Linked DNA regions of Mus musculus: regions 2, 3, 4, 5, 6 and 7 are each linked to region 1. The links are chromatin contacts, called in public Hi-C, HiChIP or PLAC-seq and promoter capture Hi-C maps. All regions are on one chromosome and are shown on one strand. Each heading gives the region's core, a stretch centred on a gene start, on an enhancer-like site or on the middle of the called end of the contact. The rest is flanking DNA. Distances are from core to core; before and after follow the strand shown. Region 1 holds the start of Ythdf3 (YTH N6-methyladenosine RNA binding protein 3). Region 2 holds the start of Car13 (carbonic anhydrase 13). Region 3 holds the start of E2f5 (E2F transcription factor 5). Region 4 holds the start of Mir124-2hg (Mir124-2 host gene (non-protein coding)). Region 5 holds the start of Rbis (ribosomal biogenesis factor). Region 6 holds the start of Lrrcc1 (leucine rich repeat and coiled-coil domain containing 1). Region 7 has its middle 37 kb from the start of Car13.

Evidence for each region. Promoter capture Hi-C pulls out the DNA fragments that hold promoters and counts their contacts. A called contact is a pair of places that touch in the nucleus more often than the background predicts. HiChIP or PLAC-seq counts read pairs in DNA pulled down with a chosen protein or histone mark. Capture Hi-C pulls out chosen DNA fragments and counts their contacts.
Region 2: a contact with region 1 is called in an H3K4me3 HiChIP or PLAC-seq map of stem cell-derived neural progenitor cells, with 7 times the contacts expected there. The contact joins the promoter of Car13 here to the promoter of Ythdf3 in region 1. A contact is called at or near these places in 6 of 39 promoter capture datasets (the C10 cell line, cranial neural crest, embryonic stem cells and 3 more), 1 of 484 Hi-C or Micro-C datasets (the G1E-ER4 cell line), 5 of 115 datasets of contacts at active chromatin or transcription factors (astrocytes, embryonic stem cells, large pre-B cells and 1 more) and 2 of 9 other capture datasets (embryonic stem cells and macrophages).
Region 3: a promoter capture Hi-C map of liver shows a contact between it and region 1, with 12 times the contacts expected there. The contact joins the promoter of E2f5 here to the promoter of Ythdf3 in region 1. A contact is called at or near these places in 15 of 39 promoter capture datasets (the 3T3-L1 cell line, the C10 cell line, the HPC-7 cell line and 11 more), 7 of 484 Hi-C or Micro-C datasets (CD4 T cells, CD8 T cells, cardiomyocytes and 3 more), 13 of 115 datasets of contacts at active chromatin or transcription factors (the 230-238 cell line, astrocytes, cardiomyocytes and 6 more) and 3 of 9 other capture datasets (adipose tissue, liver and pancreatic islet).
Region 4: a promoter capture Hi-C map of embryonic stem cells shows a contact between it and region 1, with 10 times the contacts expected there. The contact joins the promoter of Mir124-2hg here to the promoter of Ythdf3 in region 1. A contact is called at or near these places in 6 of 39 promoter capture datasets (cranial neural crest, embryonic stem cells, maxillary cranial neural crest and 1 more), 1 of 484 Hi-C or Micro-C datasets (cortical neurons), 8 of 115 datasets of contacts at active chromatin or transcription factors (astrocytes, embryonic brain, embryonic stem cells and 3 more) and 1 of 9 other capture datasets (embryonic stem cells).
Region 5: a contact with region 1 is called in a promoter capture Hi-C map of liver, with 7 times the contacts expected there. The contact joins the promoter of Rbis here to the promoter of Ythdf3 in region 1. A contact is called at or near these places in 8 of 39 promoter capture datasets (the C10 cell line, embryonic stem cells, hippocampal neurons and 3 more), 8 of 484 Hi-C or Micro-C datasets (B cells, CD4 T cells, LSK cells and 5 more), 14 of 115 datasets of contacts at active chromatin or transcription factors (the 230-238 cell line, astrocytes, bone marrow-derived macrophages and 9 more) and 2 of 9 other capture datasets (liver and macrophages).
Region 6: a contact with region 1 is called in a Hi-C map of B cells, with 8 read pairs. The contact joins the promoter of Lrrcc1 here to the promoter of Ythdf3 in region 1. A contact is called at or near these places in 5 of 39 promoter capture datasets (the C10 cell line, embryonic stem cells, hippocampal neurons and 2 more), 6 of 484 Hi-C or Micro-C datasets (B cells, the Ba/F3 cell line, LSK cells and 3 more), 11 of 115 datasets of contacts at active chromatin or transcription factors (the 230-238 cell line, DN3 thymocytes, the NIH/3T3 cell line and 8 more) and 2 of 9 other capture datasets (liver and macrophages).
Region 7: an H3K4me3 HiChIP or PLAC-seq map of pro-B cells shows a contact between it and region 1, with 11 times the contacts expected there. The contact joins the enhancer-like site here to the promoter of Ythdf3 in region 1. A contact is called at or near these places in 4 of 39 promoter capture datasets (the C10 cell line, hippocampal neurons, liver and 1 more) and 3 of 115 datasets of contacts at active chromatin or transcription factors (extraembryonic endoderm stem cells, large pre-B cells and pro-B cells).

The regions. Positions count from the first base shown.
Region 1 is chr3:16,181,780-16,185,102 of GRCm38.p6, reverse strand. It overlaps Ythdf3 (YTH N6-methyladenosine RNA binding protein 3), which reads right to left and starts at 1,938. Exons shown (of 5, transcript NM_001145919.2): 1 at 1,583-1,938; 2 at 1,157-1,181. The coding sequence starts at 1,606.
Region 2 is chr3:14,640,343-14,643,666 of GRCm38.p6, reverse strand. It overlaps Car13 (carbonic anhydrase 13), which reads right to left and starts at 1,940. Exons shown (of 7, transcript NM_024495.5): 1 at 1,822-1,940. The coding sequence starts at 1,858.
Region 3 is chr3:14,577,200-14,580,418 of GRCm38.p6, reverse strand. It overlaps E2f5 (E2F transcription factor 5), which reads right to left and starts at 1,748. Exons shown (of 8, transcript NM_007892.2): 1 at 1,396-1,748. The coding sequence starts at 1,599.
Region 4 is chr3:17,788,195-17,791,365 of GRCm38.p6, reverse strand. It overlaps Mir124-2hg (Mir124-2 host gene (non-protein coding)), which reads right to left and starts at 1,445. Exons shown (of 3, transcript NR_033490.1): 1 at 1,186-1,445.
Region 5 is chr3:14,609,415-14,612,604 of GRCm38.p6, reverse strand. It overlaps Rbis (ribosomal biogenesis factor), which reads left to right and starts at 1,349. Exons shown (of 4, transcript NM_001099674.1): 1 at 1,349-1,395; 2 at 2,948-3,064. The coding sequence starts at 2,951.
Region 6 is chr3:14,531,954-14,535,140 of GRCm38.p6, reverse strand. It overlaps Lrrcc1 (leucine rich repeat and coiled-coil domain containing 1), which reads right to left and starts at 1,353. Exons shown (of 19, transcript NM_001163579.1): 1 at 1,119-1,353. The coding sequence starts at 1,207.
Region 7 is chr3:14,677,143-14,680,708 of GRCm38.p6, reverse strand. No RefSeq gene overlaps it. Among named protein-coding and RNA genes, the nearest start is that of Car13, 37 kb to the right of the region's middle. Within about 2 kb of position 1,293, at least 24 of the 459 cell types and tissues checked have an H3K27ac peak or open chromatin away from gene starts, as enhancers often do. A contact at or near this core is called in liver, pre-B cells and pro-B cells, where this site is marked.

The DNA.
Region 1 (3,323 bases), core at 689-3,188:
CTGAAGTTTACAATTGTAACTAAAATAAACTGGAATTCTATGAATTAAAAATTCCTAGATGTTCATATGCTGAAATAAAACATTAATTAAAATAGTTTGTTAACTAACACACTACAATGTATCTGGCATATATAAACTCTTATATAAAATGTAGTGTGGCATGAAGAAAGTTATTCTGGACAGAGCACTATTATTTCTAATTAACCAGCCTTGGCACATAAAATCCCAGGAAAACCATTGAAAGCATCAATAGAAACAATAAATCTTCACCTAAAGGGCTATTACAGATCTTATTTTTTAAGTAGTACTTAGTTACTGGGGAACGGGGAAGAAAAAAAAAAGCAGGAAGTGTAATTGTATTTAGTGTCACTTCCGGCACTACAAAACGTTACAAATATATAGCTCATTGTAATGTTCTTTAATTGGCACCACCCCAAGAAAGGAGTTATTGTTCTACACTAATATCACATGTTAAGCCATGTTTCAATCAGCTGACTACTTTGTTCCACACGCATAAATACAAACTACATTTGTGTTTTAACTGCCTTACTTTTAGTGGTAGTTTTTAAATAGCAAATCATATAACACTAGCAATAACTGCACAAATAATTTCCTTCTCGGGCTTTTGTAAGAAACCAGATCGAGACACGCCTTCCAATCAGAGCGCTGCTGTAAGATTACATACTTGTTAGGAGTTCTATAGTGGTGTTGTCTCCTTGCAAGCAACTTCACTGATTCTATTCAGTGATTGGGGCATGATTTTCACCCAATGTGGCATAGAACGCCATGTGATTTGCCAAGTTTAAATGTAATCCCGAAATTTCAAACAGAATGCTGTTCACTTTAAAAACTTATCCAACTATACACAAATGTAGAAAAAAGTATGACCTAAGTTATGTAACAAACATAAATGGTAAACTGAAGAAATAACATTACGTTCATTGAAATACAACCAAGACAGCTGTTTCTTCTTAGTACTTCGGTTTCTACAAACCCAGGAGCTAAGTAAATGTTGTCTGTTAGCTGCGTTGGATGTTTTTCTATCCTTTATATTTAGAAAGAAGTGCAAAAACAAGAAAGAAACCGCTTACAGTTTTTTTTAAAAAAAAATCACATCAAGGGAACACCTAAGGGGAAAACAAACAAACAAACTCACCTTTATTTCCTTGCCCTTTAGGTCTCTGAAGCAAGACGACAGAGGTGGTAAAGAGGGGGAGGGGGAAGAAAAGTGCGTTAAACAGAGCCACTGCAAACAAGTTCTTCAGAACAATCCGCGTAGGTGTGAACCCCACCAGATCCTCCGCAACCTCTCCGCCCGGCCGCCTCCCGCCGCCTCTCCGCCTCGCCTCCGGCACCCGCCAGCTCCGGGCCCCGCGGCGGCCGCCGGGACCTCCGGGCCTGTGGTCACGGGCGCCGGCCGCAGACTCAGCCGCCCGCGCTCAGGCCGGCCTGGGCAGCAGCCCCGACAACCGGGACCCGCGGCGCCGTTACGGAGCTAGCGGCGGCTAGAGGAGCCGCGCCGCACGCGAGGGTGGAGCTCTGCAGCTCCGGCCTTCGCCGAGCCGGGGCCCTGCTCCCTCACCTGATCCACGCTAGTGGCTGACATTCTTCACCGTAACCCGAGAGGAACCGCCGCCGCCGCCGCCGCTGCCTGGGCCTCGCCGAGAGCACTCACAGCAGTCGACTACCGCCCTCGCGAAGCTCTGCTCCGGCCTCCGCCGCCGCCGCTCTCGCAGGCTCCAGGGAGAGGGCTCACGCTCGGGAGTCGCGGAAGGGGCCCGAGCTCGCCGCCTGCACACTGCTCGTCCCCGCTCGTCCTCCGATCCTCGGGCCCACAATGGCGGACAGGCGCCTCAGCCCCACTTCCGCTCCGGGCCGTCCTGACCTTCCGCTATCCAGTCTGACGTCCACGCACACCTCGCAGTTCCTCCCCCACTCCCGCCACGGCCTCGGGCTCCGCCCCCGCCGTGCACGTCATCGGAGAGGGGAGGGGGGCAGAGACCCGGAGGCGCAGCTGTACTTTAGACGCATGCGCGGTACCGTGAGCGTTGGGCTCGGGCGTTGTTAGCCTGGAGGCTACAGAAGCGGTCCAGCAGCGCCTGTCCGCTCAGCCACCACCGGGCGTGCGTGCGTGCGTGCGGGGTGCGGGAGCACGCTCTCAATGAATGCTTTCTAACTCTCTACTGGGATGGGGTTGGTTTTTATTGAATAAAATAGCCTTCGGAAAGAGAAACAGTTGCAAGACTGCTGCCCCTCCCGAAAAAAAGAAAATGTTAAAATGTCCCTAGAAACTGGTAATGTTACTTTCTTACCTGTTGGCAAAAACAAAGAAAGTCAGTCCAATTATAATTTTGGCATTTTTATTGAATTTCCTTCCCAAGTAAGATTTCTTTACAGGTGTGGTGTAGTGTGCATTCCTAACTAGCCAAATCCTTTTAAAACCTCCCAGTTTAAGTGCTAACCTATGAAGCAGGAAATTAGGAAAATCACAGTTTTCTATATGTAGTACCACAATATTTTAGAATCACTGTGTCAAGATTGCTTCTCATGCAAATCCTCAAAAGGCAATTTTAGGTGTGGTCAACCCAAATCCCTTTCTCTTGTGTTCCTTCTGTTCGGACCCTGAGCTGCAAATCAGTCCATTTCCCAAGGTCCCCCTTATTCTACATTGCTCTACCTAGCTCCCACTCCCAAAAACATTTTTGGTTTTCAAGGAGTTTGTCGGAAGAGGAATTGAGGCTGGAAAGTTGAAAGTGCATAGCGAAAACTAATAGAAAAGGCTTGCAGGCCTTGACTTTACTCCTATCTGAGAAGCATGGCTTTGGAATTCCACGAATCTCAGTTTGAATTCTTACCTAGCAATGATTAGTTTATAACCTTGGAGAAGTCTCTTAACCTAAACCTTGGCGTCATGAGTAAACTAAGGCCTGACATACATAATCAGCCACTTCTTGTTTCTTCACTGAGTGAGTCCCCGCATCAAAACTGTAACTCAGTGAGTACTCCTGAAATGTCAGGCAATATAATTGATTAAATAGTCACAGTATCTTGTGTGATAACTGCTGCTACAAAAATTGAAGGCTGGGTGAGGGAGCACATACCTTTAAACTCAGCACTTGAGGGTGGATCTCTGTGAGTTTGAGGCTAGCCTGATCTATATGAGTTCCAGGACAGCCAAGGCTACGTTTCAAAAATTAAAAATTTTTTAAAACCTCATTCTGTAGCCGAGGCTGTCCTCGAACTCAGAAATCAGCCTGCCTCAGCCTCCGAGTGCTGGGATTAAAGGTATGCGCCACCACTGCCTGGCTCCAAAGTAAGTTTAA
Region 2 (3,324 bases), core at 691-3,190, 1.5 Mb after region 1:
TTTAAATTCACTTAACCATGGTTCTTAAGTGAAAGGTACATGCCTCAGTGGCTTGAGGAATTTTTGAATATCCATAGTGTTATATGATGTTTGGTGATGTCACACGGCCTAAACCTATAAAATGATCAGAGGTTAGCGGAAGAAGAAACAAACTGCTTAGGAACAGGCACCCTGTCCTGTCCAGAGCTCCAATTCCCATTCCATTTTATCACTGCCAGGCTCAGCTTAAGTTCTTTCCAGCTGTTCAGTCACTGTATTTTCAATGACTGAACAAGAAAAAGAAAAAGAAAAAAATGCTTGGTCAGTTCCCAGTACATCCCAACCGAATTCTTCCAACATAATCTCATAATCTAACTTCAAGGTGTGGTCCTCTGAAAACCACTGTTTCTGCGAGAAGAATGGTTCTGCAACTCCTAGCTAGAATGTAAACTGGGGACTGGGGAGAAGGTCCAGCAGTTAGAACACTTGATACTCTTGCCGAGCACCTGGGTTCGATTTCCCGGCCCACATGGAGGCTAAAACCAGCAGCAGTCCTTGTTGATCTAATGCCCTCTTCTAACTTCCACAACATACAAGTCAAAAATTCATAAACATATTTTTTTAAAAAAAGAATAAATCTTTTTTAAGATTTAAAAAATGAACAAGATGTAAAACAACTCCTCATTATAATGCCCTTTCTAAGTTGAAATTTTAAATTTTCTGGAGAATTTTATTGAAACCAATACTTATTCGGGTACCTATTCGGGTACAATCAGTACCTACTGGCTAACACAACCTTCTCCCTAACCACAGAGAGGGTACCACTACTGGCACCTAATAACTGCCAAATAACAACAAACAAAATGATTTCAGAGACAAAACTGAAATGTGTAAAGATTGTCTTTCAAACACACAAATTAGAAGGTAATGAAACATAAGATTGCTATTTTGGCTTAAGAAATTCATCTAAATTATAAATGTCATTCATAAAAATCTAAACTTCATCTGATGTCATTTTAAAAATAACATTAATGTCATCACGACCTCAAATAAGCTGCAATAAGAAACGAGTTTTTTTTTTCCATCCAAGAAAAGAGGATGACCACAAGTTCTGCCCAGACTAAGCTACAGAGTAAGATTCGTCTCAAAACACAAAAAGGGGGAAAATAAAATAAAAGAAGGGAAAACTTTCCGTAAACTTTCATTAAATGTACTATAGAATATTATCCAATAACGTATATGCTAATTTAAGTTTTTGATATTATTATCCACAAACTCCATTTTGAAGACTATCAGTGCTTTCCCAGTTTTTCTTTGCAATTCTTTTGAGTAATTAATTGAAGCAATCAGTTCAAACGATGAACAAGAAGAATGTCTTATCCCTAATACACTTAGGCGATGAAGAAAAGTTGCCATGCTTATCAATAAATATATTTAACACCATATTATAATTTCTATAATCGTTTGCTAAACCTTGGTCTCTGAAAGGATGGGTACGGTAGGAAAGTAAGACTGAAGAACAAGCCCCAAGTTAACTTCAAGTCAGTATGCAAATTACAAGTTACCAAGATTGCTTCAACAGCGCCTGGAAGGCGTCCCGTGACTTAGTGATCTGGGAGCTCTCGCGGCTCAGTTGTCCTTGTTTCCTTACAAATGTGTCATCTGACTTCTGACCTCTTAAGCTTTCTCGGGACAGCAGTGAGCTTTTCCAGTGAAGTTGAATGAATGCCGCCGTCCACTCTGGAGAGAGCCGGCGGGGACCAGGCCCTGACCCCCAACCCCCCCACGGGGCTCAGAGCTCCCTCAAGCCCCCATCAGCCCCCTCTGGAAGCCCGCGCTCACCGTTGTGCTCGCCGTACCCCCAGCTCAGCCTCGCCATGGTCCTCGATGGAGAGCCTGTGGCAGGGACACTGTGGACCTGTGGCAGGGCGCCCGCGCCAAGGAGCTGGGCGGGCCTGGGTGGAGGGCGGGGCCGCCCGCACCCCGAACCCGGGAACCCGAAACCCGAGGGCACGGTCGTCACCCGCAGGGGGCGCCCGAGTGGGGAAAGGGATCTGTGCTCAGCAGCCAGAAAGGTTTCCAATGGGGATTTCCTGCCTTCTGAGAAGTCCACCCCAGAAAAAGCCCTTCTGGAAATGACTCACCCAGGCAGGAGCTGCTGCTGGAGTTGGAGATCTTGTCTGGGAAATGCAGGGGACCTTGATGGAGGTGGCAGTGGTGATTACACATGCACATACATCAATGCCGATAGCTGTAATAACCACCACTTAAAATAAGAACTACTAGTTAGGAAGTGCTCACCTCCCCGGGCCAGCCCTCCCTTCCCCGACAGCTCCAGCCTTTCCATCTGCATAACTCACTTCTCTGATTCCTTTTTGCTTACTCCAGCATCTTGCAGACTTGGCCCTGCATAGAAGAAGCCAAACTTACTGGATTCTTGGTTCTTAACTCTTACTGCCATTCTGACTGTGCAAGAAGGAAGGAGTTGAGAAGAGAAGTGTGTGCGCTCCTACAGAACAGTAGAAACTCACCTTCGAAGACTGTTCTAGATATATGCCCAGGAGAGGTATTGCTGGATCCTCCGGTAGTACTATATCCAGTTTTCTGAGGAACCGCCAGACTGATTTCCAGAGTGGTTGTACAAGCCTGCAATCCCACCAACAATGGAGGAGTGTTCCTCTTTCTCCACATCCACGCCAGCATCTGCTGTCACCTGAATTTTTGATCTTAGCCATTCTGACTGGTGTGAGGTGGAATCTCAGGGTTGTTTTGATTTGCATTTCCCTGATGATTAAGGATGTTGAACATTTTTTCAGGTGCTTCTCTGCCATTCGGTATTCCTCAGGTGAGAATTCTTTGTTCAGTTCTGAGCCCCATTTTTTAATGGGGTTATTTGATTTTCTGAAGTCCACCTTCTTGAGTTCTTTATATATGTTGGATATTAGTCCCCTATCTGATTTAGGATAGGTAAAGATCCTTTCCCAATCTGTTGGTGGTCTTTTTGTCTTATTGACGGTGTCTTTTGCCTTGCAGAAACTTTGGAGTTTCATTAGGTCCCATTTGTCAATTCTCGATCTTACAGAGCAAGCCATTGCTGTTCTGTTCAGGAATTTTTCCCCTGTACCCATATCTTCAAGGCTTTTCCCCACTTTCTCCTCTATAAGTTTCAGTGTCTCTGGTTTTATGTGAAGTTCCTTGATCCATTTAGATTTGACCTTAGTACAAGGAGATAAGTATGGATCGATTCGCATTCTTCTACATGATAACAACCAGTTGTGCCAGCACCAATTGTTGAAAATGCTGTCTTTCTTCCACTGGATGGTTTTAGCTCCCTTGTCGAAGATC
Region 3 (3,219 bases), core at 499-2,998, 1.6 Mb after region 1:
ACTACAGAAGTCTTTGAATCTTTAGGATAGATCCAGATAACAGAAAGACTTTTGAATATCAGACTTCTGCTATTCAATGCCAGAACCTGCTGTCATACATGTTAAGTAAGTCAAACAACTAAATCTAGAAATCATTTTCCGAGGTTTGAGCATATTTCAGGACAAACCATCAAATCCCACGTTTACCCGGAAAGCCCCGAAATTCTCTGAATTTTTTAATGTAGTCATCCACTACAGGTGAATTTAACTTTAAACAGCAGATTTCAATGGGTGTTTTGTAGCATCAGGTGTTTCTCTGCTGACCTCATTAACGCCAGTGAAACTGGAAACCGTACCATTTGAATTCAATACAATTTGAGTACTGTAGATGCCCATTAGAGGAGGGAAAGAAGAGGTGAGGGTAGGGTGGGGGGAATAAAAGTGGAAAAAGGTCCCAGGAGTAACATTTCCAAATATGAACCGACACTAACTGGCATCTACACCCAGGAAAAGGGGGGAATCCAAGTGCCAACAAGCCAGCGCCTCCCACTGGGCCAGGACAGGACACTCAGCAGAGTTCTGGAAGGCAGGCTTCTCCTGTTAAGACTCCTATTTCCTATGCCTTGGCCACCCACGGTCTTGAGGATGGTAATAGCTTCAAGCCAGGAGCTGTGAGGAGTCATAAGAGGCTATTCGCTGTGACTGTAAACTAGCAATTTTGTTTATTTTTGAAGTATTGGCTCTTTCTGAACCTCCTTGTACTAGCTGAATTTTAATTCGCACGATCCCATACTGTTCCCCTTTCCCTGCGTTGTGGAATCCTTCCAAGTTTTGCCAGGAACGGTTAAATCACTATGACTGAACTGCTTTAAATGGACGTTGTTGTTTGAAAAAAATCCGAACCATAGCAAAGAACGAAGCAAACATCCTTATAAAACCAGATAAAGCTTACTAAGTAATTTCACCACTTAGTCTGAACGGCACAAAATGACCCCTCTCTGTGTGACCGCAAATCTCAGGTCTAGAAAGTAGAAAGATTCTAAATTAAGCCAACAAATCCAATCTTACTTCCCAATTCTTAATTCTCGATGAAGAATGTCCCCTTCTAAAAACTACTACTTTAGAGGAGGTGTGGAAAGTTTTCTCTTTTCCTCTTTCATTCCGAAGAACTGGCATGAAAGTTCTTCAAAACAGGAATGAAGTTCTGCAGAGCGGTCGGTCCTTAAGCGAGTCCAGAGCAGAGCGCGAATTCCTGGGCGCTCGCTCCGGGTGCTCCTTTGTGGCCAGGGCCGCGCGGTGGCCGGTCGGTGGGGCCCCCGCATCCATCCCGGCCCCTCCGGGTCCGGAGTCTCGGCGCAGTGGGGGTGGTGGACCCAGCACCCTCGGGCGGGCCTCGCCCTCCCCATCCCCGCTCACCGCTTTGAGATCCAGGACGCCGTCCTGCGCCTCCTGCAGCAACGACACGAATTTGGTGGTAAGCAAGCCCAGGCTCTTCTCGTGCCGGCTGCTGCCCCCCGCGAGCGCCGCGGACGGCTGCGAGGATGGCGCCCCATGCGGCGGCGGCTGAGCCTGGGCCTGCGGCGTGGGCTGAGCAGAGCTCGTGGGCTCCGCCGCCGCCATCACCGCCGCGGCCCTGCTGTCCTCTGGCGAGGAGCCGCTCCGCCACCGGCAGAGGAGGTGCGCGGACTCCGCTCCCCGCCCACGGCGCGCCCCGCGTCCACCAGTCCCCGGAGCCGCGCGGCTCGCGCACGGCACCACAGAGCGCGCGGATTCACACGAGCGGCCAGCGCCGCGAGGGTGGGCCCGAGTTTAAATGGCAGGAAGTGACGCCGCGCGGCGTTGCCTAGTAACGCACTCTCCGCGGAGGGGCGGGGCAGTCGGGTTCCCTCAGGCGGAGCGTGCTTTTGGTCGGCCTGGAGCGCTCATCCCTGATCAGGTGCAAGTATTGTAAGGCTCATCTTCGCGTAAATAGGAGAACGCCGCGTCCCGGAAGGTTTTGGGACTCTGACCTTCAGTCTTTTCCAAAGCCTTTTCTGCAAACAGAAGCACCTGAGCCTTGACGGTGAAGGAAGTAGACCCCCAGCTCTTTCCTTACCTGCCTTTAGTGTTCTTTACAAAATTATACTCTTTTGCTCCCCAATAATTCTATTATTGAGACAATCGCAGCATCTTTTGACTTATTGACATCGTAAACTATGGCTCGATAGTAAGATCACAGATATAAGAGGAGGAAATGTGCTCCCACATTTTTTATTTGCAAACTTGAGACTCAGGATTAAAATCTTCAACACCTTGGGTGGGTAAGATGGGTCGGGGTAGTGTGGGGAGCAACCTCTCAGAGGCAAAGGGAAGGGGGTATGGGATGAAGAACTTTTGGAGGGGCTACCTGGAAGGGGGGGTAACATTTGGAATGTAAATAAATAAAAGTTTACAAAAAACAAAAAACAAAAACAAAAAAAAACCCAAGATCTTAAACAACTTGGTATTCGCACCTGTTGAATATCCTTCACACTTAACAAGTAGTAGGTGACTAAAAACATCATTTGGCAGGAATTAATGAAGACATATCCTTCATGCAAGAATGCCCAAATTAACAGTAGGGAAAAAAAAAAACAAAAAAACAAAACGCGAGGAGAAACTGACAGCATTAACTAGTAAATCCTGAAAACAATTTTAAACCAAAATTTTTCCAGGCGTCTGGAGCAAAACTTCTGTAGGGGAAGCATTTTCCTTCAGAGCTGCAACACTTAAAATCCCCGTCTGCCCCCCCAATCCACCTGCAGATTCTATTCCACTGACCCTTTCCAGAGAGATACCCTCTTTAGCCTGTCTTGTTACTTAGTCTTTCTGGGTCTGGGGATTGTAGCATTATGTTTACTTTACAGCTAAGATCCACTTATAAGTGAGTATGTACCATGTTCATCTTTCTGAGTTTGGGTTACTTCACTCAGGATGAGGTTTTTGAGTTCCATCAATTTGCCAGTATATTTCATGATGTCATTTTTTTTTTTAAACAACCGAGTAATACTCCATTGTGATAATGTACCACTTATTTTATCTTTAAATCCATTGTTCGATTGAGGGAATGTAGGTTGTTTCCAGTTTCCGGCTATTATGAATAAAGCTGCTGTGAACATAGGTGAACAAATGTCCTTGTAATAATATGTAGCATCCTTTGGGAATATGCCCAAGAGTGCTATAGCTGGGTCTTGAGGTAGATTGAGTCCCCGTCTTTTGAGA
Region 4 (3,171 bases), core at 196-2,695, 1.6 Mb before region 1:
CCACCCCCAAATGATTGGTGGTTTTTTGTTTTGTTTTGTTTTGTTTTCATTTTCTGCAGGTTATCAGAGGAGAGGTATTATTTTCATGTATGTGTATAACCACACACTTATGATCTAATGCCCTCTAGAACTACAAATCTTTAAAGGGCACCGACCAGTACAAATTGTTTCTATTCAAATATCTGGACAGCAGGGAAACAGACCCTTGGTTTCAAAGCAAGGTCCATACCCACCGGGCCAAGGGGCCCAGCCATAGCCGCTTCCGCTTTTGCTTTTCTGGGTATAAGAGGGCTGATTCTTGCTCCTGCCCCTCAAAGTATTGAAAACTTGGGAAATCCTTGTACCGGAAGAAAATGGCCTAAACACAATAGGACTCGCCATTTTCTACTTGCGAAGCACAAAGCGCTTGGCGCTGCCTGCTACACAAAGGAAGCATGGGCCGCAGAATTCTTGCATATTTTCAAGAGGCTAGAAAATATCTTCCGCGAATGGCAATTTATATTGTTTGGTCACACACACACACACACACACACACACACACACACACACACACACACACACACACACACAGAGGCATCCTCACTTAGCCCTGATGTCTAGAAGATCCCAGCTTTAAGGTTTAAGTTAAAAACAAAACAAAACAAAACAAAAACGCAGGAAAGGCTCGGTTCCAGAAGCAGCGCTCAGGGCCGTGTTAATCCTCCCAAGACAACGGGTGTTAGCGGTGGGCAGCAGAGGGCTCTAAACTAGGTGTGTTGTTGTGGGGATGGAGGCCCATCATCTCCCAGTCTAAGATCTCTCCTTTTGACTCCATCCTGTCCCCAGAGCTCGTCCGGTAGCTCCGTAGTCCTACCCTTTGAGCGACAGGAACCAATCTTTCAGCGAGGATGTTAAGCTGGCAGCAACTCTTAAGGATGCTCAAAGCGCGGGAAACCCTGATCTGTGCGCCTCCCCTGCCCCCAGCCCACTGCTACAATCCACAGCATAATAACAGGACTCTATTACTAGCCTAGGTAAAATGCTGCAGCTTAGGTACAGAAAAACAAAACAAAACAAAAACAATGCAGGAAGCCCCTACAAATAAAAACATACAGACACAGGCAGCAACTCTGCTCACAATAGGAACACTCAGTTCACCGCGCGAAGCAGAGCTTAAAAACCCAGGAAAAGACAGACAGTACTTACAGCAGGTGAGTCCTTGAATAATCCATGGTCAGGTCCTTCGGTTTGTTAGTCTGTGCTTTAAAAAAAAAAAAGTATATACATCTCTGTGTATTTGATTTTTACATAGCTTCCATCGTTGTGAAGGAAAGAAAAAAATCTTGAAGACTTGAGAGCATGGGGGAGGGGGCGGAGATTTTCATTGTCTACGCTCTGCACACGCAGCCCAAGATATTGCTCTGTGGAGCTCCTTCCACTTTCTGCTTGAAATTCAGAAGCTTTCTACTCAGCAAAGAAGGAGTTTGGCACACACCCCCTGCCCCTGTATTTCTCCTCTCCTCTCCTCTCCTCTCCTCTCCTCTCCTCTCCTCTCCTCTCCTCTCCTCTCCTCTCCTCTCCTCTCCTCTCCTCTCCTCTCCTCTCCTCTCTCTGTCACTCACCCTCTTGCTCTTCTAAAGCTAGTGTTCTCTCTCTCTCTCTCTCTCTCTCTCTCTCTCTCTCTCTCTCACTTTTTTTTCAAAAGAGGGCAGGTCGCTTCCTGCATCCCAATGAGTTAAATCAGGCACTTCTTCTCATGCATCAGCAGCCTCTTTAACAATCCGAGAGCTGCAGGCACAAAAGAGCATTTAGCTGCCTCCAATTTGTGTAGAAGGCCTGCCCTTAATTTGTTTGAGGAGTATAATTAAATCATGAATTTCACGAAATATAAAAATACAAAATTCCTAACCTCAGCTAGTGAACCGCTAATGGTAACCTTTAAAAACAAATCTCTCCTCATGTCCCTGTTCTTAGCCAGACCGAGAACATCTCAGATACGCAAGAAGACAAGAGTTCGGACTCAAACCTAGCATGCCTTCTCCATTTACACGTCAAGGTCACACTGATAACATCCCTCAGTGCTCTAAATGAGAGCCTTTCTATTTCTTTCCTTTTAAAAAACAATAATATTCTGAATTTTTAAAATTGCCTCAGGAAGAAATTAAGTCATTTGGGAAAATCTGCTGGACTAAATAAAAACGTAAGTATGTTCTTAATATGAAATAGGATCAGAATTTGCTATACAGACACTAGGTTGAGGAGTTCTACAAATAGGCCTTGCTCGGGAGAATGTTTTCAACTTTTCCAGGCAGGACTCTGTGGTCAGTGAAGTCTGAGTTCCATGGGTTTTGATCATGTTTCTTCCAGCCACAGAGTGGGCCTTATGGGACATCAGAGCCAGAGCCTATCAAGCTTGCTGAGTCCCAGAGGGCTTCTGATAAGGAAAATGCTGCTTGTTGTTGGGAGCAGGGGTTTGGCTCCCACTCCTTTAAGTAGGTTGGGGCGCAAAAAGCAACTCTGCATTCCTGCAGTTTCTCTTTCAGAAAGAATCCAGACCAAGCCATTGCTCTACCTCAATGAAGGTGGTGGGGTGGCAAGGCCACCTTCCTCTCTCACTCACCTGCCACCCCCCCCTCCCCCAAGGCCACTGCTAGGAAGATACTTAGGAGTGTTTTTCTCCTTCCTAGTGCTCCCATCTTCTGGGAAATTGTAGAATCCCTTACCACAAAAAACTTTGAATTGTCAGTAATTTGCTGCTAAGTCTACTGTCAGCTCCTACCCCCATTTCTCATTCTAACTCTAGTCAAGAACCCCCCACACTGGAACACTGGAGAGGTGCAACTTCAGTACTACCCAATGGGAACAAAACATGTCACCACTTCCTGACTGTAAATGTTCACTCTGATACTCTAAGTCACCCTGGGCGTTTGAATTAGGCCATGTTTCACCCTGAGCACAGAGCTAAGTGAACTGGGCTATAACTGAGCTGTACCTCTGTCTGCTTGAAATATCCAACAAGCGTTCCTACGAAGATACTTGGAAACGTAAAACAAAATATGAAATAAAACATTCTAAAGAAAAGATACGTTCTTGTGTGTTTGTAAAACATGTTTGTAAAGTGCTGAGTGGGGGCTGGAATTACTTGACAAAATATCATTTCTGTGCCTGGAGTCCAGACAGAAAGCAGGTCTA
Region 5 (3,190 bases), core at 100-2,599, 1.6 Mb after region 1:
AGTTGTTTTCCCATCGTGGTGCCTTTATGTTCTCCCAGTTGCTGGATGGGATGGTCGCTTGAAGTCCCAGTTTCCCAGTGTTCTGTTGAGCCCCCACTAAGCCTAAGCAGCAGCATTCTCCCTAGCCCCTGTAGGGAAGCCCAGTCTTACCAGGTCCAACAAGGACCACTTAATGTGATAAAAGGGGTTACCCAGAAAGGATGCTGAGAAAATAATCAATGTCTGAATCTGGCAATAGCCTTCTATATAGGAGGCAGAGGGAAATACATTAACCTTTCTAGTTTGCCTTGTTAGCTGACAATAACACAGAAACGGATGTCTCCTTGCCTTGTATAATTCCTCTGCTTTTACCTGTACAACTATGTTTTTCCTTGGTATATGTAGCCTTATGTCACCATTTCAAACTAAAAGCTACACTCCACAGATTTTACAACCACGATGGTATTCTTTTACATATGTTGCTTTGCCTTGTACAAACATGTCAATAACTTCACATTTAAGGAACATACTTATGCCCCTCTCATTTGCTTCAGAATTCATAACTCTAGTTTTGCAAAATAGTTTAATGTTTTTCTATAAGTTTGGTTACTTGTGGCATCACTCTTACTCTCACACAAGGTAGACTTTTATTGTTTTGCCTTTCTTGGGGCAAGGGGATCTAATTCAAGGGCATCATTACCTGTGATATGAGCTTCACAGGTACTTATGTTTTTAGAACTTCACAGGCATTTTGAATACAAATTGGATATAAATATATATATATAATTTTGAATGATTTCTTGTACATCTGCTGTGCTGTAGGAAATTTTCTTTTTTGAACAAGTAAGTAACTTGAAAAGGATGCGAACTTTTTCTTCTTGTATGGACGCCGCCCTCGGTCGTGGCGCCACCTCTCGGACACTGCAGGGCCCGCGGCTTCGATTGGTGACACCAAGCATCTGAGACCGGAAGGACAGACTTCTCTGGCGAGAATGTTTTTCGCCTTTCGTGGGTGACGACCACCGGGTCAAAGGCGCGGGGTCCTAGCGAGGCGATGCGTGGAACCTCACCGGTGGGAGGCTTCTTCTCAAGTACCAGCTTAAACCTATGAAAAACGTCCATGGCATGCTAGTAGGCGAAGCTCCACTGAGTCGACTCCTCCTCCCCTTCGAAGGCGGCTCCTTCCGAGTGGGCGGGGTCACGGCGGACACGCCAGGCCCCGCCCAGGCTACTGTGAAGGGCCGGGCTAAGAGGCACCAGAGGGAGCTGAGGGCGTGGCCCGCTCGGGGAAGCCGGTTCGGTGGGTGGGGTTACGGCTGGAAAGCTCTCAATTGACTGGCTCGTCTTCCCGGAACTTCCTGTGTCCTGAGCTTGTGGATGGCGTCACTGTGAACCTGAGCAGCCGCGTGAACTTTGGTGAGAAGCTAATGGGGTTTTTCGGAGCGCTGGGGTGAAATGTTTGGGGCTCAGGCAGGGCGTGGTGGGAATGCTGGCTGCGGCGGCTCCGAGGGCTCTGTTCTGCCAACTTCTAGTCCTCTATCGATTCCTCGTGGGCGATCGAACTCCCGGGGTGCCCAGGCCCGAAACCTTGCGGCCACCCCTTAGCAGGGTATTTTAACAGTGTCTTCATCACAACTTTAAAATAGCACTTTTCCAAAATCTAGGTTTTAGTTAGGCTGCAGATCTTCTCGAATCTTTCTGTGTTTCCATCTTAGTAAGCATCGCTCGTCATTTGAGTCTGCAACACTATCCTTTGTTTGCTTAATGTTGATGTTAATATTTGTGCATGTAAAGTATCTGGTTGTGTATATATACGTACCCATTCTTTATTACTTCAGACTTAGTAAATAATTAGTAAGTAATAGATGAGAGGGTAGATGGGATGGAGGAGGTTAGATAACAGGTTGAATGACTTTTTACTTATTTTTACTCCTGTACGCATGCATTTTCTACTGTAATATTTTTGAGCAGAAGTACTGTTAGGGTTCAAGAGTGTGTTATGTGTGTATGTATGTTATGTATGTATGTAAATACATATGTATATATGTATTTGCACAATACATTCATTATATGTTGTATATATGGGAACATATATGCACATTGTGCATCCATATTGTTTGATTAAAAAACAAAAACATGCCAGGCACATTCACTGTATATGCATATTCCCTGTGTATGTATATTGAGGCTGTATTGGTGGAAGTTTTAGCCAAGATAGAAAGTTAGAGCAAAATGGAAAGGGAAGATATGACAGATTTTAGGCCAGAGCCAGTAGTACCAAGGATGAATAGACCAAGACATATTGCCCAGTGTATGTCAGGGCAACCATTGATGACTTTAATTTCTGGGCAGTTTATCATTTCATACTTTATAAAAATTACCACTGGGTGCAGTTGACTTGTGCAAAACTTTGGGAAACTTTCAGTAAAGAGAAAGATAAACAAAACAGTCTTTGTGGGCCAGAGTTGCAGCAGAAAAGCAGCCAAAAGCATATAGTGCAAGTGAAGATAATGAACTTCAGTAAATACCTACCACAGGTGCCTGGCATGAGTTTGCTTATGATCAAACAAAAGCAGGAAATGTAGCAGGAATGTAGAAATGTTCATGAGAAAAGCAGTATATCATAGTGACCGCTAGTCTAACTTGTATGGCTTTAAACCTTTGCATCACTTTTTAAATCTGTAAGATGGGGATAATGGTATTTACCACAAAGGGTCGGTTGTGTGTGTTGACAATACCAAGTTTAACCAAGAGCCCTTAACTAGGTGTCTCAGACCTGGTGCTAGGGATGCAGCAAGGACTGAGATGTGTGTGCCTCCTACCTCAAAACCTGGCAAATGTCTGGGAATGAAAAACAGGATTTATGTAACAACTTTTAAAATAATCAGAACTAAGATACCTTAAAATTTTACATTGATTTGTGGTTCAAAATATAAGCAGTTTAACTGAACCCTACTCTCTTTTCTAGACAATGGCCAAGAACAAATTAAAAGGGCAGAAGTCCAGGAATGTATTTCATATAGCTAGCCACAAAACTTTCAAGGCTAAAAACAAGGCAAAACCAGTTACTACTAATCTTAAGAAGGTGAGTATTTAAGTATTCTGGCATTGATTATAAGCAAAATGTAAACTAACAGTGGGATTTTGTTTTTTAAACCAGAAGTTCATAGCCTTCTTACTAGACAAGACTTTTTAAAAATATTAAGGTAAA
Region 6 (3,187 bases), core at 104-2,603, 1.6 Mb after region 1:
TTGTGCTATTATATGCTCTTAATAGCAATCTGTTTTCTGACCTATCAGAAATCAATACTGTTGAATTTACTTGCTCACTAGTTACACTGTCAAGTTATATAATGTATCTAAAATATAAATTCCCAGAGTCATTGCTTACTAGAAGAAGAAAAACAAAACAAAACAAAACAAAAACGACCCTGCATAATTGCTGTGGTGATTAGTAATAACACATATAACATTCACATAGACATCATCCTCAAAGCGATAACCATTATTAAATATAAATGTAAGCATTCTTTTGAAAAAACCTCTTCGTTGGCAACCCTTAGATCAGGCCTGAGACTAAATTGTTTTCATTATATTATAAATACCACGGTTCTGATGGAGTAGAGCAGGCACCTCAACAAAGACAGAGAATATTGTAACAGAAATGCCTGGATCTCAGAAATAGCTAACTGGCCAGTGAAAAACAAGAGAGGGTCTAGGTTGAACTGGTAAGGCTCACAGAGTATGGAAAATCCAGGGGCCTGAAAAACCACTGAGCAGTCTCAGTAACATAAAACAGGGTCAGTAAGAGTTATATTTGGTACTTTCAACAACTGTATGGATATGTCTCTGATTGTGTCTTATGCAAAAGAACTTAAAAACGGGTGAGAACTGAGGCAAGAGATGTAAGCAGGGAGTAGAGAAGGCTTGCCTTGCTGCTTGCCCCACTTCTCAGGCTCCTGGAAGGAGACCAGGAAGAGCAACAGCTAGGGGGTGCGAAAGTGGGGGCGAGGAGAGGGGAAAGAGGAAGCTTGGGCTCAGCAGGTCCGTAAGAAAGAACCGCAGGTTGCGCTGGGTGGTGGAGAGAAAGGAACCCCGGGATCTGTGGAGAGGATGCGGAAGAACCCTGAGCTCAGCTGAGTGAGCCAGGAGGGATTCAGGGCTTGGCAGGGAGGAAGCCAGGGCAATGCTGGGAGGAGTAAGAGAAGCCCCGGGCCGTGCAGGGGGAACACAGAGAAACCCCGGGCTATGCTGGGGGACAGAGAGGAGCCCCAGACTGTGCTGGGAGGATGGGGAGGAACCCGCTTCCTGCACAAGCCCGGCTCTCCGAAGCCAGCCAACCCGAGGTCCAACCGGGTGGCGGCAGCTACCTGTGCAGGCCTTTGTCCATGAAACACACATCCCCGCAGCTGCTGTCGCCATCCTCCCGTTCGATTTCGCTACACACCGCCGCCTCCATGGTACCCGCGACGGGGAGTGGGTGTTAACCGGCGCCCAGCGCTGGGTCCCAGCTTGCTCACGCCTCCAAAAGCGGGAGCGGGGAGTGAGCAAGGGGCGGGGCGAGGACTCTAACCGCCTGCCGCACTTTCCCCGCCCTGCGCGGCCGCAAAGCAGGACAACGGCGCCGCTCAAAGAGGGCTTGACTTTTACGGCATCTGCCTTTAAAGTAAAGCCTTTCCATTTGTTGGTTTGGAATGAGTGGGCTACTGAACATTATTTATAGCCCACTGCCATATGGAGGCGTTTTTCTCAATAGTTTGCTTTTATACTTCGTGACGTGATCTTGCAGACATAGTAATGTTCCCCGTTTTTGGTCACTGAACTCCTGTTAAATCCTTAAGTATTTGTGCAATGCCTTTATTTATGTATGCTGGTCTCCCTGTGATGAGAAAAAAATGTTCAGCTTTTTAAAGAATTCGCTCAAGAGACACTCTTCAATGCCTCTGCAAAAGCAAACACTCCAAAGATACTTCACTGGGCTGTTTCAAGGTAGAGTTGGTGAGACAATGGTTTTTCCATTGTGGTATAAAATTTTTCTTTGGTAGGTGATGACAGTCATGACATAAGTTGACCCCCTTTCCCTCCCAACTGATAGACTGATCTCCTTTCAGGGACCTTATTTCCACAGTTCTTCAGAAAATCTCACAAAATGGTAGGGGATGTTCAGACTATGTTGAAAAAGATATTCTAACGATGCCAAAGAGTTTGTACACCTTTGTTAGTGCACACGTGTGGGAAAATATCCTGATGTTTTAGTTTTTTATACAGTGGGGACAACCTATCTACAGCCTCAAGGATGTGTAGCCGCCACACAAAGGCATTGCAAAGATAAGGAGACAGCCACCAAAATACAGTTTTCCTGGCTACCACATAAATAACTTGTTGGGGACAGCATACCATGACAGCGACTGCCCGCAGTAGGCCAGGATGGAGACATCTCAGTAGCCCACTGCAGCTCTTTGTAGAAAACAGTCGTTCCCACTTCTAATCTTATCCCTGAATAACAGCTGTATAGAATTCATTTGTGGGTGCCTGTCTTTCAGTTGGTCTTGGTGGGCATAATTATTCTATTATATCTGACTTTCTTATTTCTTTCTCCCTTCTGCTCTGGTGAATTCTGTGAAACTAGACGTTCCTTGATTCTTAAACAGTTAAAAATTGAGGCATAGGGACACAGCACAGCACAGTCCTAATGGTGCCTGCTGTGTGTTCTCATCTTGAAAACAATATAATAACTGAACAATGATAGTTCCAGATTAATGCTTGACTTGCAAAGAAAGTTTGAAGAAATTATTAGAAAATGAATTAGAGCCAACATTGGTATCCCAAGAAAGGAATAGTTTTTTTGAAATTATGAAATAAATTTTGCACAACATTTAAGAGTGGTTTCTGAATAAGAAAGTAAAGATACATAAAATTATATATTCGTAAACCTAAGTCAAAACACTGGGACTCTTAGGAAAGCCATTGTGTGCAATGTGCAAAAGCAGAAAGCTAGCAGAACTATTGAGTTAAGGGTTAACTTGATTCTTTCTGGCCACTGCCTGGCAGCTTTGCCCATGTCATTTATCATTAGAGCGTCACAAGAAAATGCAAGTAGCTGGCCTCATAGCTCTGAGCTCTGAAGTATAATAATTCAAAGATTAAAGGTTAAATAATGATAAGTTTACAATTATTGTTATTTTGGCTACAGGCCTGGGAATAGGGAACGCTTGAAACTTTGGGGAACAATTGTAATTCTTGATTCTTTGTGGGTGTGGTTATTCTTATGAATTTGATTTGACAATGATTATACAATGTCTTTTTTTCTATCTGCTTTTGGAGTATCAATAAAAGACTAGGGCAAGAGAAAGGCAAGAGAGCCATGAGCAGAACATGTGAAGAGTGAGTGAGGAAAGAATTCGAAATGTGTGTGAAAATGTGTGTGTGTGTGTGTGTG
Region 7 (3,566 bases), core at 44-2,543, 1.5 Mb after region 1:
CTCAACTTTAAAAGTACTCAGTCAGATGGAGCTCAGTGGTTAAGAGCATTGTCTGCTTTCCCAGAGGTTTTGGTTCCGTCCCCAGCACTCACATGGTGGCTCCTCGCAACCTTCTGTAACTCCTTTTACAACACCCTCTTCTGCTTTCCGAGGGCACCAGGCACACAAGTGGTACACAGACATACATGCAGGCAAAATACCCCTACACATTGTCGTCGTCGACGTCATCGTCGTCGTTGACGTCGTCGTCATCGTCATCATCATAAGTAAATACATTTAAAAAGAGGTTTTCAGATATTCCATCAATAGTGCTCATAGGCTGGCTTGGATATCTCGGTTATGGCTGAGTTAACCGAGGCCCTCAAAACACAAGAAAGACATTTATTTGAAAAAAACGGAGTTCCTGGGCCTCTGAGCTTCAAAATTATAACCAAAGTCCCAGAAATTTTGTATGTCTGTTTTCTTTAATTCCAAAAATGTCTTTTAAGGAGTAGAACTGTGTGGGTGGGTGGGTGGGTGGGTGGGTGGTTATGTGAATGGGACACGAGGGGAACCGTGAAGCTGAACCAGATAGCAGACTACTTGGAGCTCCGACCACAAGGTCTTCCTCTTTAGCAGCAGAAAAGCGGAGCTGGGCTTGGCGATGGGCTGTGGAAAAGAAGCCTGTAATAAATGAGCCTTTGGCATTCACCTGCGTAATTGCTTTCAGGCCCTCGGTTAACCCAGTACTCACGCATAGGGTTCTATTTGCCGAAAACTTGGGAAAGAATTATGTAGAGGGGTGCAGGTGAAGCCCCTCTCCTAGCATTGATAGCAGGACTTAAATCCAGCGGTTTGCACCTGAGACCACTCCCCTTATGAAACTCTCCCCCATCCCCCACTCCCACCCCAGGGGAGGCCGCGCAGGCTGTTTACTGTTAATGAACTTTCCCCCAACCTCTCTCCTCCCTGGCAGCTGCAGAAGCAGGGTCCCGCGGGATCTGTGTGGCACCCAGAGGAGTGTGTGGTACCAGAACAGGTGGCAGGCTGCTGCTCCCTGAGGAGGATGGCCAGGAGATACACATGGAGGCAAGGGGAGGAGGGAGACAGATGAGAGCAAAGAAACTACAAGACACTAAGTGTGCTTGAGTTACTAATAAGCATCAATGAAACAGTCCCTGCGGGTCTTAGCAATAAAGAGGAAATGCTGTCTGGAAGGAGCTGGGAATCTGCGCTGACCAGAGTGAGCAAAGTGGTGGTTTTAAGCTGCCCTCTCTACTTTTCCACATACTTACCTGGTCTGCATCCTCAGAGAGTATCAGTTTTATACGCCAGCAGTGCCACCTCCTGGTTACAAAGAGGATGAAACATGGAGGTTTTTAGAAGAACTTCCCTGGATTTTCTTTTCCCCTGTTAACGTTTCCTTACCCGCTGCTAGGCTAGAATCACTTTTCCTTCGCGTTCTCATTTTCTGCAAGAGTTACTTTCGCGCCCGCTCACACTCTCCTGGGGTCTCTTCTGGAACATGTCTCTCACCACAATGCTGTTTTAACAGGTATGGTGTGAGGAACTAAATGTGTTCCTTATGTTATCAAAATGGCCACAGCAGTTCAAAGTATGAAACAACACTGAAAGAGTTTGTAAACTTATGTATTTTACATGTCCATGTCCACTCATGCAATAACACCCCAAAGCTGTAGTGTCTTTTGAGGGGTGGTTGAAGAAAGCTTTGCACATAATGTATTAGTAAAGCTAGCTTAAACAAACAAACAAATAGTGAGTTGCACACTGTGGCAGTCCCAGCACTCAGCTGGTAGAGGTAAGGAGAATCATTGAAGAGTTCAATGCCAACCTACTCTACACAACAAGCTCCGAACAAACAAGAAGGCACATTTTTCAGTCTATGCATAGTCATCTATAGAAGCATAAAACTAACAGAAATTCAATTACACTGCAATCCATATACTCTTTCTAATGTCCATGAAAAACTACTTGCGAAATAATCATCTGTTGGTATTTACCATGTTCTGTCATGCTAGAACACTATTTAACAAAATAAAACTACTGTCCTTAAGAGAGACAAAGAAAAGAGGGAGGGGGGAGAAGGGGAAGAGAGGCGTGGAGACTGGGAGAGGTGGGAGGAGGGAGGCAGAAATACTTGAATTATGCTGTTAATTTTACTGTACTGTGAAAAAAGTAAGAAACTGGGGTAAGAAAAACAAAAAGAAACAAACAGGAACACATCTTCAGGAGCAGGGTTCCAGAAAGTCAGTTTGAGGAAGCAACATTAAAAAGAATGAGAAAACGACCCAGATGAATTGTGTGGAGAAAAATACTCCAAGGGAATATGAAAAAGAATGTTCTAAAAGCAAGATGTGTTGATGAGTCAGCACAGAGGGTGGGGTTTGGGGAAGGGAGTGGGTAGAACAGCAGTGCTCAAATCATGAGGAATTCCCTAGGACACATCTAGACTTTCTGGGTCAGGGAATCTGAGTGGTGCTCCTCAGTGTGAAGACCTTTGACCTGCTGGGTAACAATCCCACCGGCTGCTATACATTAAGTGTACAGCAGCGATGGGGCAGGACCAGCTGTGCAGATGTTAAGGCAGCTTGCTAAGGACATCTATATAGTTTTGACAGAAAATGGGCAGAAGACTGTGAGACCTGAGTAGCTAATGCCACCCTTGTTGAGGAGAGTTTGCAGGGAGAGCCACCATTTCCAGAGAGGATCTGGGTAGGGGGATGGGCAGTGAGTACCACTGAGAAATCTGTCTAGACACATTATCAAAGATCCCTGGGAGCCATCCACAGGTAAATGGACATGAGCCCAAACTTCAAGAAAAAGAGATTTAAAAATAAATAAAATGGTGTCATCTACTTTTAAAAAAATGGAACATACGCAATTTTAGCATATTGAAATCGCTATCTCCAAGATTTTTTTCCCTTAGGAAGAATTAAATGAAGCATATCCTCTTAATGTTTCAATCTCTCTGAATTTTACCAAGGGAACTTTTCTGGCAGTGTACATGACAAGGAGCAGTTTGTTCAGGTGGGCATGTGGCATACGGTGGGTGAACCAGCCTGACTCCATCTTAATATCAGTAGCCATCTTGTTGTTACAAGGTCAAAATAAGTTCGCTTTTATTTTCCATAAAATTTTAATTTCTATGTCTCAGCATTTGACTAGATCATAACTTGAACCTTTCTGGAATTCAACTTAAATCCACACCTGCCTGAGAATTGACCTACACCCACCCTGAGAAGATAAAGTGTTCTGCCAAATAATTTTGAGATGTTCTGCCAAGATCCTATGTAAGTATAATTCCTCTGAAAAATCTTCCAACCGTTGGAACCCCTAGTTAGCAGGGGTTTTTTTGAGATATATAAACCACTCTTTCTTCCATGTTCGATATTTTTTTCAAACCCCACTTTAGGAAGAGAGTCCTCCTACCTGACAGAAAATAAAGCTTGTTGAATTCGTCTAAAATGTTTGGGTAATGGTCTTCATTACGCGTCATTCAGTAAGATAAACACATGAAGTGGATCTTCACAGTGAAGAAGAGATGTGCTTCCTTTCCCTCACCACTG